Linked DNA regions of Mus musculus: all the other regions are linked to region 2. Evidence: chromatin contacts called from public ChIA-PET and HiChIP or PLAC-seq data. All regions are on one chromosome and are shown on one strand. Each heading gives the region's core, a stretch centred on a gene start, on an enhancer-like site or on the middle of the called end of the contact. The rest is flanking DNA. Distances are from core to core; before and after follow the strand shown. Region 1 holds the start of Hmcn1 (hemicentin 1). Region 2 holds the start of Ivns1abp (influenza virus NS1A binding protein). Region 3 overlaps Niban1 (niban apoptosis regulator 1).

What was found. ChIA-PET counts read pairs in DNA pulled down with a chosen protein or histone mark. HiChIP or PLAC-seq counts read pairs in DNA pulled down with a chosen protein or histone mark.
Region 1: a contact with region 2 is called in an H3K4me3 HiChIP or PLAC-seq map of bone marrow-derived macrophages, with 4 times the contacts expected there. The contact joins the promoter of Hmcn1 here to the promoter of Ivns1abp in region 2. A contact is called at or near these places in 2 of 39 promoter capture datasets (embryonic stem cells and neural stem cells), 1 of 484 Hi-C or Micro-C datasets (embryonic stem cells), 8 of 115 datasets of contacts at active chromatin or transcription factors (astrocytes, bone marrow-derived macrophages, embryonic stem cells and 3 more) and 2 of 9 other capture datasets (adipose tissue and liver).
Region 3: a contact with region 2 is called in an RNA polymerase II ChIA-PET map of memory CD8 T cells, with 34 read pairs. The contact joins the enhancer-like site here to the promoter of Ivns1abp in region 2. A contact is called at or near these places in 1 of 484 Hi-C or Micro-C datasets (muscle stem cells), 3 of 115 datasets of contacts at active chromatin or transcription factors (the SCID.adh cell line, memory CD8 T cells and pancreatic cancer cells) and 1 of 9 other capture datasets (adipose tissue).

The regions. Positions count from the first base shown.
Region 1 is chr1:150,991,077-150,995,316 of GRCm38.p6, reverse strand. It overlaps Hmcn1 (hemicentin 1), which reads left to right and starts at 1,882. Exons shown (of 107, transcript NM_001024720.3): 1 at 1,882-2,533. The coding sequence starts at 2,266.
Region 2 is chr1:151,341,938-151,345,807 of GRCm38.p6, reverse strand. It overlaps Ivns1abp (influenza virus NS1A binding protein), which reads right to left and starts at 1,310. Exons shown (of 15, transcript NM_054102.2): 1 at 1,053-1,310. It also overlaps the pseudogene Gm10138.
Region 3 is chr1:151,683,852-151,687,883 of GRCm38.p6, reverse strand. The region is part of intron 5 of Niban1 (niban apoptosis regulator 1); the gene reads right to left. Among named protein-coding and RNA genes, the nearest start is that of Gm41969, 51 kb to the left of the region's middle. Within about 2 kb of position 2,668, at least 164 of the 459 cell types and tissues checked have an H3K27ac peak or open chromatin away from gene starts, as enhancers often do. A contact at or near this core is called in the SCID.adh cell line, adipose tissue, memory CD8 T cells and 2 more, where this site is marked.

The DNA.
Region 1 (4,240 bases), core at 633-3,132, 350 kb after region 2:
AATACGATTCTCAATAACTGGTCACAAGTGGGCAGGAATCAGTAATGATATAGGAAATTTAACTTAATTAAGATTTAATTTTAATTTAAGATTTGTTTAACACAATTAAACAAATCTGTTTCACATTTGTTGAATAGTCAATTTACACAACACCACTCCCTTTCCTCCAAATGCATCTGGAACACGTATAGATCGTTTAATTCTGATTAGGTAACTGCCATGTTTCCTATTACAAGTAAATAAATTTTAAAAAAGGCAGGAAGAAGGTAGGTAGCTTGCTGAAGGTCACAGCTATTAAGCCCCATGCAGGACTTAGCACCTGGTTGTCTACACCCGGTGTAGAATGCAGAACTCTCCCACCTCTCTGAGCACCTGGAATAACTCAGGTCTCTATGACCTAGAATGAAATCCTTTTTAAATAAACAAAGGAATGGACTACTCAAATAGCATTCAACATTCTCTAAATACTACTTGGAAAGGAAACATGTTCCCTCCCTCTCCTCTCATGTTCCCACACCAGCCCAAATGGCCCGTGTGCTTCCTTTAAGTGACATGACTTATAGGTATCATAAAATCAAGTTCCACAGATGGTGGGTCTGAAAGAGAAGACAGTTGGAGATTATAAAAGGCTGGTGGGAGCTGGCCCTTTCTCAGGCTGCCCCATGCTAGAGGGTGGTCTCATACACACTCAAACCCAGTTTAAAGCTGCCCAAGTGCTGTACTTCGAATGCTTGCATCCAGACAATAGCCCCTTTCCTGGGGGAGGGGGGCGTATTTATTAAAGGGGAACAAAGAATGGTTAGCGCATGAATGACTTTCTTCGCTTACCTTCTGAAATCTGTTAATCCGGCTATAATGTATATAATGATTGCGACTTGGAAGAACATTGTAATGTTTTCCACCGTAAAGTTTCCTTAAGTTTTGGCAGGAAAATGTCATTGAGAGGAACAACATTTCAGTGGATCTTTGCCTGAGACGTGACACATAGTTGTACTGGAGGGTATGTGAAATGGGAATACTATCGCATCACCATGCTTCGCAGAGGATTTAGGCTGATCAGCAAAGTGAATCTTGATAACGAAATTTCAACTCCCCCAGAATTTTTTCTCCCCTCCCTTCCCCTCCCCTCCCCTTTTCTTTTCTTTCTTTAAAAACAAACAAACAAACAAACAGACAGACAGACAGACAGACAAACACTGCTCTTTCTATTGGACGTCAATGTTTTATTGATACCCAGTTTCCTTTCCCAGTTCCACAGCACAGCTAGGGACTTTGTGATGTCTCTTACTTTCCCCCTATCTCCTTCCATTCTCCTTTGCCTCTACAGCTCCCTCTCCCTGCCTCTCCCAACTCCGTGCCTTCCTCTCATCTAAACACTCCCCAAGGAAGATCAAAGAACCATCCATCCTGTAGCTGCAGCCTAGAGGAAAGAAAGCTCCAGCTCCCCCTTCTGGCGGGGCTGAATGTTGGGTTGAGGGACAGGAAGCTAGGCTGGGGCATCTTAGCTTCTGCACTTGGGGTGGGCTGGGGAATTAGGTGTTGTCTGAAGCAGCTTTGCACAGACATTAGGGGAAAAAACGTGCACCAATTCCCTTTGTGCTAGCTAATGTGATGCCCTTGAATTTGGGAGTGGGCCACACATTCCTGAAAGCCATTGTTTACCTTGGAGTTTTGGAGATTGGCTATAGCTCTGAAGGGAACACCAGAGCTGACTTTGCGAGCGCTTCCCCGGTACTGGAGAGACTTGGAACTCACAGAGGGGGAAAGTCGCCCTCCGGGGTGGGGGCTCCAGCAGAGGAGGGACGGCCGCTGGCCAATCAGAAGGAGAGGTCGCGCCGGGCTTCGCCTCCAAGGGGCTAGCTGTGGAAAGTTGGGAGGCTCAGTCGCTGGCCTGGAGCGCGGCGGCGGAGGCGGCACCGCAGGCTCGCAGCGTCCCCCAGGGCATGGACCCCGCGCTCTGCGGGCGCTCGGCTACTCGCAGCTCCCTGCACGCGGCCGCTTAGAGCCCAGGACCTACCCAGCCGGACAAAAGGCGCCGCATCCCTGCCCAGCCCAGCCCAGCTCCTGGAGGCAGCCGGGCTCCGGGTTGGTCTGCATCTCATTCTCCGCTCCAAAACTTTTGAGTTAGTTCAGAGACTGCAAAAGCCTGATGAGGCACCAGAGAGGAAGCCAGTCCTCTGCCTGCTGTTGAGGAGTAAGCACAGTGGTTAGGAGCTTAGGGCAAAGAGAAAAGCAGCGAGCAAAACAAGAAAAGAAAAGAAAAAAATGATTGCCCAGGAAGTGGTCCACACAGTATTCCTGGTGGCTCTTTTTCGTTCTTCCCTAGCTGGAGATGGGACTCCGCAGTCTGAGAGCAGGGCTGAGGAGATTCCTGAGGGGGCGTCCACGCTGGCTTTTGTGTTTGATGTGACTGGGTCCATGTATGATGATTTAGTTCAGGTTATTGAAGGGGCTTCCAAAATTTTGGAGACGTCTTTGAAAAGACCTAAGAGACCTCTTTACAACTTTGCTTTGGTGCCCTTCCATGATCCAGGTAAGGGGAATACTTACTCTCTGTATTTGTTGTGCTTGGTGATTCATAATTCTATTATTTCTTATGCTATGAATTTGTTATATTGTCAGAAAGTTTCAAAAGCATTTAAAAAAATGCAGCGGAATACGATAGTAACAAAGAATTGCCTACTGGCATCTGGGGTTATATCTCAGTTTAGCAAGGCTTAGCCATGGAGTGAGTAGATGGCTTGTTTAGGGGGATTAAACAGTGGTGCCCTGACCTGGAAATGTGGTCCTCTGAAGATGAGAACCAGGACTTTGTAGTAGCAACAGCAGCAAGCTCAGAGTTAACCTGCTTGCATTTTCAAGCTAAAGACTGTTTCAATTGCTAAGGCAGCCACGGGACAGGAATGGGGTTTTCAGCAGCAGGGCACTGAGCGCAAGCGAGCACACACTCTCAAGATAGCCTCACATGGGAGAAAATCAGACCTGCTGCAGGGCACATGAGCAAGTCTGTAAATAGCAGCTAGGATTGGAACTGGAGGCATGAAAATGAAAGACAGAAGCCATTCATTCTGTAACTGAATCTATTCACCGTGGCACCGGGTCATCATTAGTTAGATTCACCGATGTGTGTAAACAGTATGTTCATGTCTCAGGCGGTACAAATGCATGCAATTTGCTAGGTCTGTGCTCTTGAAAGGTAGTTGAAGAAAAATAGCTTTATGTTGTGCCCTGCAGCTGTGGCTTTCTGCTGCTGTACTGTAACATGATCCTATTTACTCTTTTGCAGTTTCTTTTTCAAGTAGCACCTCTCTGCGAGGCTCCTAGGAGCCCTCATTGTCATCGTGGAGGGTAGCATTACAGGGGGAGCCCCAGGGCTTACTGTCTTGTGTCCACCTGAGTTTCATTAGGCAAGTAGCCGCTCAGTGGAAGAAATAAAACAGTGGTTTCTTAAGAGCCCTCCCCCACTGCTCTCCCACATTCCCCTTGCTTTTGAAATTCTCTCTTCTCTAGACTTTGGCATAACCTCTTTCACAATGAGAGCATGATGTTGAAGATCTCTGGTTTGGTGGTTTCCTCCCCCCTTCCTTGTGCATTTGCCAGGCATATTAAAATCCTAATTATTGCTGGTTATTAAATGTGGTGTATTTCAGCTATTTAAAAAGATGTCCTTGGGATATATTGAGAGGGAGCTAGAATTTTCTGGAATTTTAAAGTTCTTCAATGACAACAATAAGCAGTCCTGGTCTTCTGCAGTATATGCATGCATTTCCACACTGATCGGACATGATATGCTTTTCTATTTGAATCAAGAGTTTGATGGTCATTTGCCGTGTTTACTGTCTCATTAAGACACTTCAAATGTCATGATGTTTCAATTTATAAGATGTCACTTACGATGCAGTCCAAGGCTTTTGTTATTTTGGAATAGGCTAAACATACTTCCTCAACAGGGATGACTCTGAAGTTGACTCAAATATAAAGTAAAAGCGGATTTTGCTAATTTATAGCACAAGTTGCTTGCTTCAAAATTGATGAGATTATGTTACTGGAAAAATATAAAATATGTTTCATCTCATAAATGGATGCCGAATTACCATATTTTGGAATGATGTGGAAATATTTTATAACATTGTATAGTGTGTGTTGCCTCCCAACTGGTATCCAGTGAGAAAGTCTTTAACTCATTGTAGTTGATTTTACTGTAGTTTAGCAACCAGAATTCATAGTGGGGAAACGTGGA
Region 2 (3,870 bases), core at 61-2,560:
CTCTTACTTCCAGAGCTATGGTGTATTGCCAAAACAGGAGACCACAACAAAACTCCTAAGAACTTGATATCTGGGTGTTCTAACCTCCACTACTGACAGACATTAAACAAAACGTTGCCTTTTAGGCCGTCCGACTTCTTTTTGATCGAAATGTTTGCTCTCCGGAATCATTTATCTGCAACTTATTGAGGGAAAGGCGGAAATATTTCTCAAATTTGTGTGTGTGTGTGTACAGATTTCCTTACGTTAATCTCCACTCTGACACTCCCCGGTGTCTTATCAACGAGGTCCTTTACCCAAAAATAGAAAAAAAAAAAAAAAGGTGATCGGACGAAAAGCCTGCTCTCCACCTATTTCTTTCAGAGAACATGGAGCCTGTGCCCCGGCGCGCCGGGGACCCCGCGCTGCAAGGCCTGGGGCGCGCTCTCGGCGGGTACAGCGAGGCACCCGCACACCCCCGGCCGCGATTGGCCGCGATTGGCCGGCGGCGCAGTCACTCAGAGCTGACACGTCAGGGCAGCCGCTCCCTCGCTCCTCCCGCCTCCTTTTCCCCGCGCTTGGCAAGAAAAGCGGGCAACGTGGAGCTCGAACAAAGGACCCCGTGGTCCACGGCGACCAGGGACTCCGTGCCACCCCACGCCTAACCCCTGGAACCGATGCGCTCTGAGGGCGGCTCTGTGTCCCCACGCGCCGGCCGCGGGGAGTCTTAGCCCGGAGAGCCCCAAACCGCAGCCGGCACCTCGCTCCTGACAGCGGGAAACGATGTCTACAGTCCTCGGTGGCCGCCGCTCTCATCCGGCGGGTCATCCCTCCTAGTCCTCCGCCGGGCCAGGTCCCGGGGACCCTCCGTCACCCAGCGCGGAAGCCTGACGATCCCCGCCCCGGCGGAGGAAGGTCCGGGACCACCGCGCTCTTCCCCCGCCAGCCGGCAACCGAGCCGAATGCGGAGCCCCGCGATGCCCGTGTCTCCCGGGACAGCGGGACGCTCCGCACCACCACCATCTTCCCACCCCGCCCTCTCCCTCCCGCGGCGCCCGCGTACAGCGCGTTACCTGGGTCATCTCTGAAGAGATGGCGAAATTCATCTCCAGAGCTTCGACGGGCTGCAGGCGGAAGGCGCTGGAAGGGGCTCGGGGCGACCGGGCGGGAGGCTGCGGGCTGAGGAAGACCAGTGGGTACTCGCGGGAACTCGCTCGCCGCCACGACGCGCCCAGCACCTCCGAGCGACTGACCGACCTCCACGCGCGTCCCGAACACACTGCCACCGCCGCCGCCGCCGCGCGCGCTCGCGCCGCACTCCCTCGCACGTCACCACGTGCGCTGCCGCCAACGCCTCCCGGCCGCTTCCGGCTCTGATGCCTGAGCGAATCACAGGCGAGCTCCCGGGAAGATCCCGCTCTGAGGCTCCGCCCCCGGACAGGGCCCCGCCCACCTCATAGCTCTTTTCCTCAACCGCCCCCTCCTTCCTTCTCGGCTCAACTAGGTCAGCGCAAGGTGATCCGGGAGAGCGGGGCGGCGGGGACCGCTCCTCCTGTTACTTATCGAGCGCGCGCTCCCTCCCGAGCCTCACACCCTCGCTTCGCCCTTTTTTTTCCACTGTCCAGGAACTGGTTCCCTCCTTCCTCTTCCACCTGCCCTACCTTCTCCAGAGATCCGACGTGGCGATTAGAGTTCTCAGCGTCACACTGACTTCTAGGCAACTAGCCTAGACTGGAGCTGCGTGTTGTGGGAACCCCGCGGCAGTAGTTGAGCATCAGGCTCTTACCTTGGAGGTGGAGGGGTGAGAAGAATGGAGGAAGAAGGGATAAGTCAGAGGAGGGCCTGAACAACTAGCCCCTCTATTGGCCTGCTTTGGGTGAGCATTCAGTGAGTGTGTTTAAAAAAAAAAAAAAAAAAAAAAAAGGTGAAAGAGATATTATCGGTGTGCCATAAAATGCGTGTTCACTTCTACTTTTTGTCCCCCTCTGGTATCAGTTCCTGATGTCTCGACTTCTTTGGACAAAGAAAAGTAGCTTGGGGAATTGTTAGTCCCTATCTCTACCCCCTGGGGCCTTTTAACCCAGGAGCCAAGCCCAGTCATCCACCCACCTTGCCCCTAGGAGGCAGGCAGTTGTTTAGGTCAAATGTGATTTAAGCTGGGCTCCACTTCTTCATATGACTCTGAAGCACATGCTGGGAAGTTTCCTTGATTGAAGATGAGGGGATTTGGTGAGATTATATCCAAAGGTCTATAAAGTATACACATAATCGAGTTAGGTAAAGGTTTCCAGATTAATGCTTATACTGGTTTATAGAGGGCGCTTACACAGTCTAGACCTGACTTTGATCATCCCGCTTAATTTGTAGCCATTTCTTGGAGCTCTTTGACAATGCTTCCTACCCTTCTTTAATGTGTTAGCGGGTAGGAAATAGAAATTGGGAGGGGGGTCTTCATTACTTTTAAAAAATAAGATCTTGTGGCCAGGAGACGTTTCTTTTTTGTTGTTGTTTCACAAAAGGAGGAAGTAGAAACTGAGCTGTCAGCTAGTATGATTATGTGTCTTAGAGAAACTGGCATTTGCCGTCCAGCTTTTCTCTTTGATAGCACATTACTTTTGTTGCAAATGACACTATTAGGGACCTGGATTACTGAGCTCCTTCTGGCAGTGAGAGAATATGAACTGCCCACTTGGGACAGGCACATGACTGGCCTGCCGGACACATGGTCCTACTTGCTGTACACTAAATAGCGTCTTTGTAATCTGGAACAGTCAACACTCTCTTAAAGCGACAGTGTGATCGGAGTCAGTGCATTTTGGCCTTCAGTATTTCCTGCTCTATGAATCCTGGCATAATTTTACATAGTATCTGTCTTTCAGGCATCTCAGTATGTATAATAGCCACTGACACTTGGAAGTGAGCCATAAATGATTATTTGCATTCTTTGTAATAGTAACAAAGGACATAATGTTGATCTCGGGGCGGAGAACATAGTTTAGCAGTAGAGTGCTTGCCTAAAGCACCAGGGTGCTTGGGTTTCATCTCTAACACTGTAAACACACAAACACATTATATACACAGATTTTCTAAGACTGATCATTATTAATTTATTTGGGTGTATGTTTTATGTCAGATAAGTTGGGAATTGGTGACAATAATCACCTTTGTTGTTTCTCTTTGATCATGCTTCAGATATTGTCCCATACTGAATTCTGGCCAATGATTTGTTTATTCTCAATGTACTTAATTCCTAGGGCTAGTGTAACAAATTATCACAGACTGTTTTAAGAGAAAGATGTCTGTGTCCAGTTATAGGAAGTTAAGTCTGAGATAAAGGGACTAGTCAGAGGTTCTTTCTCTAAGACTAGGGAAGGATCTGCCCCAGGCCATGCAGCCATGCAGGCCGTGCAGGCCATGCTTCTGTGGCTGCACTCCAGCTACTAGACTTCAGCAGCTTAATTCCAATACGTTGTGTGTGGATGTGCATGTGTGTGTGTGTGTGTGTGTGGGCGGGGGGGGGGGGGTCTTATGTAGCCCAGTCTGAATATGAACTTATTATCATCCTGTCTCAGCCTTCCAAGTACTAGAAATACATACAGGGCATGGACTCTAATATGTATTTGATATTCCTGTCATCCAATTTTTTATTTTTTAAGAGGTTATCAGTCATACTGGTGTAAGCACCACTGAATCCCAGTATGGCTTATTTTAGCTAAATCTGAAGCTACTATGTTCCCAAATAGTGCCATGTTTGGAGGCACTGAGAGTTAAAATTTTAACCTGAGTTAGAAGGGAGATCTTTCTTAGCAGGCATACAAGTCTCTAGGCTTTACTGGGGACAGGTATTCTTCAAAGGAAGGGACTTACTTTGTCCCTGGGGACCTTTGGCAA
Region 3 (4,032 bases), core at 1,419-3,918, 340 kb before region 2:
AATGTAATTTAAAAAAAATCTAACCAGGCACTTTCGGGAGTAGAGCTCACTGTGGTAGAGTGTGCACTTAGCATGCATTGGTCTTAAGTTTGGTAAGTTTCATGCCCAGTAAACACACACACACACACACACACACACACACACACACCTAATCAAATTGTCAAGAAATCCATACCTAGAAAGGGAAAATGAAGGGGTAAACAGCAAGCCTCCACTGCAATAGGGCACACAGCTCTCTTGCTAGAAACTATAATCTACAGATAACTATAATCTACAGATAATTTATAATCTGTGTGTGGGGGCTCTATTAGAATGTAGGCAGCAGGGTCACTGCAGGGAGAGGCGGCATCATAGCTTTAGACCATCAGAATTACTCAGTCAACGTTAAATGGCTGACTGGGCGTAACTTAAGAGAATCAGTCGGCCTTGGCAGGTGACGATCAGCTAGCAGGTTATGGATTACCTCCTTTGAGGTTTTCTAGATTATAAAGCAGCAGGCGCTTAAAAGAGAAAACTCAGTTTCGGGCATAGCGTCTACAAGAGCTAAACACTCTCCATAGTGAGAGTACCAGGAAGCAATCCTAGGACACCTTCCACATTACAGAAGAACTGGCCTCTCATCAACATCGACACAGAGACTTGCTCAAAATGGAAAAAACTGGGAAAATGGCCCGTCCCACAAATCGAGTTTTCTAATTGAAGTATCTTCTTTCGTGTTATTTTTCTTGGCTTGGCAACCCACTCAGTGTTTAACCTCAGAGGATTAGAAAACGAAAATTAAGGTGGTCCTTAAAATTTTTGCTTTCCCCACAGTGTGTTCTCCCCACAGTGGGACTGTGATACGGGGCTCGGCACACTGGGAAGGACTGGACAGGGCGAGATGGAAACTGTAATTACCACGTGGAGATTCCAGATGACTCATGCACTCTTATTTTTAACAGCTGTTTTCATTTCCAATCTACGGAAACAGAGAGGGGAAAAAATGTGACTGTGGATGCGGATGGGGTGGGTATGGCCAGAGCTGCCAGCCAAGGAGCGAGGGTTTCAGTTCCTTGGTGCTTTATGAGCAGTTCAGCTGACCTCAGAAACTGGAGGAGAGAGTTTATATCCTGTCCACAGCCGGCTATGTCTATGTCCAAACAAGCTGGCCTGTGCATGGACAAGTGTAGCACTAAAGATATGGGGTGGGAGGGGGGAAGAAAATAGAATTTGGAGACAATGATATTAGCTTGACAAAAGTCAAAGAAGGGGTGTCAGGAAGTGAGCATGCGATGGTGCAGGAATGAAGAGCCTCGCCTCAGGCAGAGAAGAAAGGGATAAGGAACTAGGCGCCCACAGAAGAAGTCACAGTCAGTCAGCAATGGAATCCGGAGACAGAGAGCTCTCACCATTAGGACAAATGAAATCTTAAATTCCCCTCTTGGATAGTGGGAGACAGATCTAATTTGCCAATCTGTTATTAGATTTTTTTTCAGCTTATAAGCTAATTAAACAAATTGATTTATGGAGAAAAAAAAAAACAAACAAAGAAAAAACTTGGAGAAGAGATGTGCCACAGGGTAAGTTTCTCTGTGAGTGTCTGCTCTGGTGATGAGGAGCAAAACTCAGAAGACCATCGCCAGCTCAGTAAGCAAACAGAATGAAGTCTGCCAAAGACAGAGGAGTGCTGTGCTGAGGTAATCCGACCTCCATTGTTCCTCCTCGGTTGTTTGCAGAGGCAGAGCTGAACTCATTACAGGTGCTTGAGAGAAAGCAGATTACCCGTTACTTCATCAGCATCCTGTGAGGAGGTCTCAGGGGAACACACTGTACCTTCTTAACTACCCTCTCTCCTGCCAATAAGCAATCTGAGGGTTTTTAGTTCGGTGGCCTTCGGGAACTTCCTGCTCTTCCGCAAAGCTTTCCCTCTGCAGGAAGACTTAGGGCAGGTAGCAAGCGGGCCAGAATTTCCTTTTCCCACATGGTCTAACTTAAAGACTCCACAGGGGGCCGGGTGTGCAGGGGAGCAACTGAGGCATCTGTTAAAGCCAGATGGAGAAAATGGGGGGGGGGGAGTTCATGTCTTAGCTGAAGGTCACACAGCTGGCCAGAGTCAGAGCCAAGGGGTGTGTCCTGCGTGGCCTTGGCATTCACGGCTATTTAAACCATAGACTATGAGAATCAGGAGTGATCTCAATGCTCACTGACCGTGAGGTTTTCAGTGTTGAGAACCTTCAGAAGGCCAGCCTTGGCTCAAATAGATCTAGTGACAGAAAGTTCAGAATTTAATGAAATGGTTCTTTTCCATTCCAGAACTACTCTAATTATTTGAAAATTTAAATGTTTACCACTTCTTTTGAGCCACTATGTTTACACACACACACACACACATACACACACCATCCACTTTGTCTCTGAGAGTAAATTAGTTCTCATTACTCCTCTTCCATAGCTGGGCTGATTCCCAGGTACCCACAGAGTGGACTAACTTTCCCTCAACTCCTCTTTAAACAACTTGTTTACCTTTGGATCTTTCTACTTTTACCCTTCTTTTCTCCCCCCCTGATGGGCTCTAAGGTATCACACTCTTCGTCCTAGCACCCACCACAAAACACGTGATACTCTCTGCCCCTTTCTGGTTTCTTCTTTAATGTGGCCACAGCATCCGGGTGACTCACACATTTCTTTTAATCCAATCAAATCCATAAACTTCTTCTCATATGAGATGCTTGCCAACCTAAGCGTCCCCTGACTTGCACTTCTACTTTTGAGATCAGGCCAGCTTTTAAAGCTTATCCCTATTAAGTGGCAACTCGCTGAGACCAGCCCCACCTGACACACCATTTCAAAACTGGAATTCTGCCCCATACCCTCTTTCACCCAAGAGCCAGGAAAACTGCTAGATTTGCCTTCTTTGTGCCTATCCAATTCGCTGGCAAAACGTTCATCAAGTCCAGAGCACAGACAAACCCTGGGAAACTGTAAGCATTTTAGCAGGCATGTGGGAGACACATTGTAGCTATTCATTCAACACTCTATCCCCAGGGCCAGGAAATGTCTAGGAATGCTCTGTTCTCCTTGGTCTCTCCCAGGTCCTCATCTCTGCAGCTGCGTGGAAAACTCATATTTGAGAGAGATGATTAAGGATTTTTGCAAGGGAAGCTTTGCTTTCCTAGGCCTCTCGGGGACAGTTATTCGGGGGGCCAGCCAGAGAGACATCGTTTTTTGTTTTTTTCCACTTGTGCAGATTTATAACATGCCTGAGCTAACCAAAGCCCCAAAGCTCCCAGGCCTGTGGAGTCAGTGTATACTGTGACTCTGGCTGCCGTGCCAGATCTAGGTTTGGAAGTGCCTTGTAATTCTGTTTTATGGATAACCTCTACCAAGCCCTGTCAGCTGATCTGCAGAGCGATTTGGGCAAGTTATATAACAGCATTCCTCCCCTCCCCGGGCTTCTGCGGTTTCTTACCACAGACTCTCCTAACCCTTCCCCAGTTCCAGTTCACAGCGCCCTCCCGGGGAAGCCATTGAGGATGCTCGTCCTAGGGTTTAATCTAGAATAAGGAAGACAGGGCGCGCAGTGAAGGTGACCGAGGTCAATTGAGTCACTACTGTGGATTAGAAACCATCTCATAAAATCTCCACATTGCAAAAGACTAGGGACAGAGCTTCAGGGGTAGATTATGGTCAAGCAAGACCCAGATACCTCGGGACCCTTTTCTAACACTTTATGGTTTAATGTTTCAAAACTACTTTATAAAAACTAATCAACTAGAACAGGGGCTATCCCAAAAGCCATTGCCTGTATGTAGGATATATTCTACTAGCTGGGCTGCCTTGTCTGGCCTCAGTAGGAGAGGAAGCCTCGCACAGACTTGAAGTACCAGGGTGGGGGTAGGGGAAAACCTAGGGGGTCCTCCCACAGGCTCAGAGAAGAAGGGGAGGGGAGATGAGGGAAGGATTGTGGGAGGGGGTGACCAGGAGGTAGGCTGTGAGCAGGATGCAAAGTGAATAAATAAAACACTAAAATTAAATTAAAAAATATTATATTCA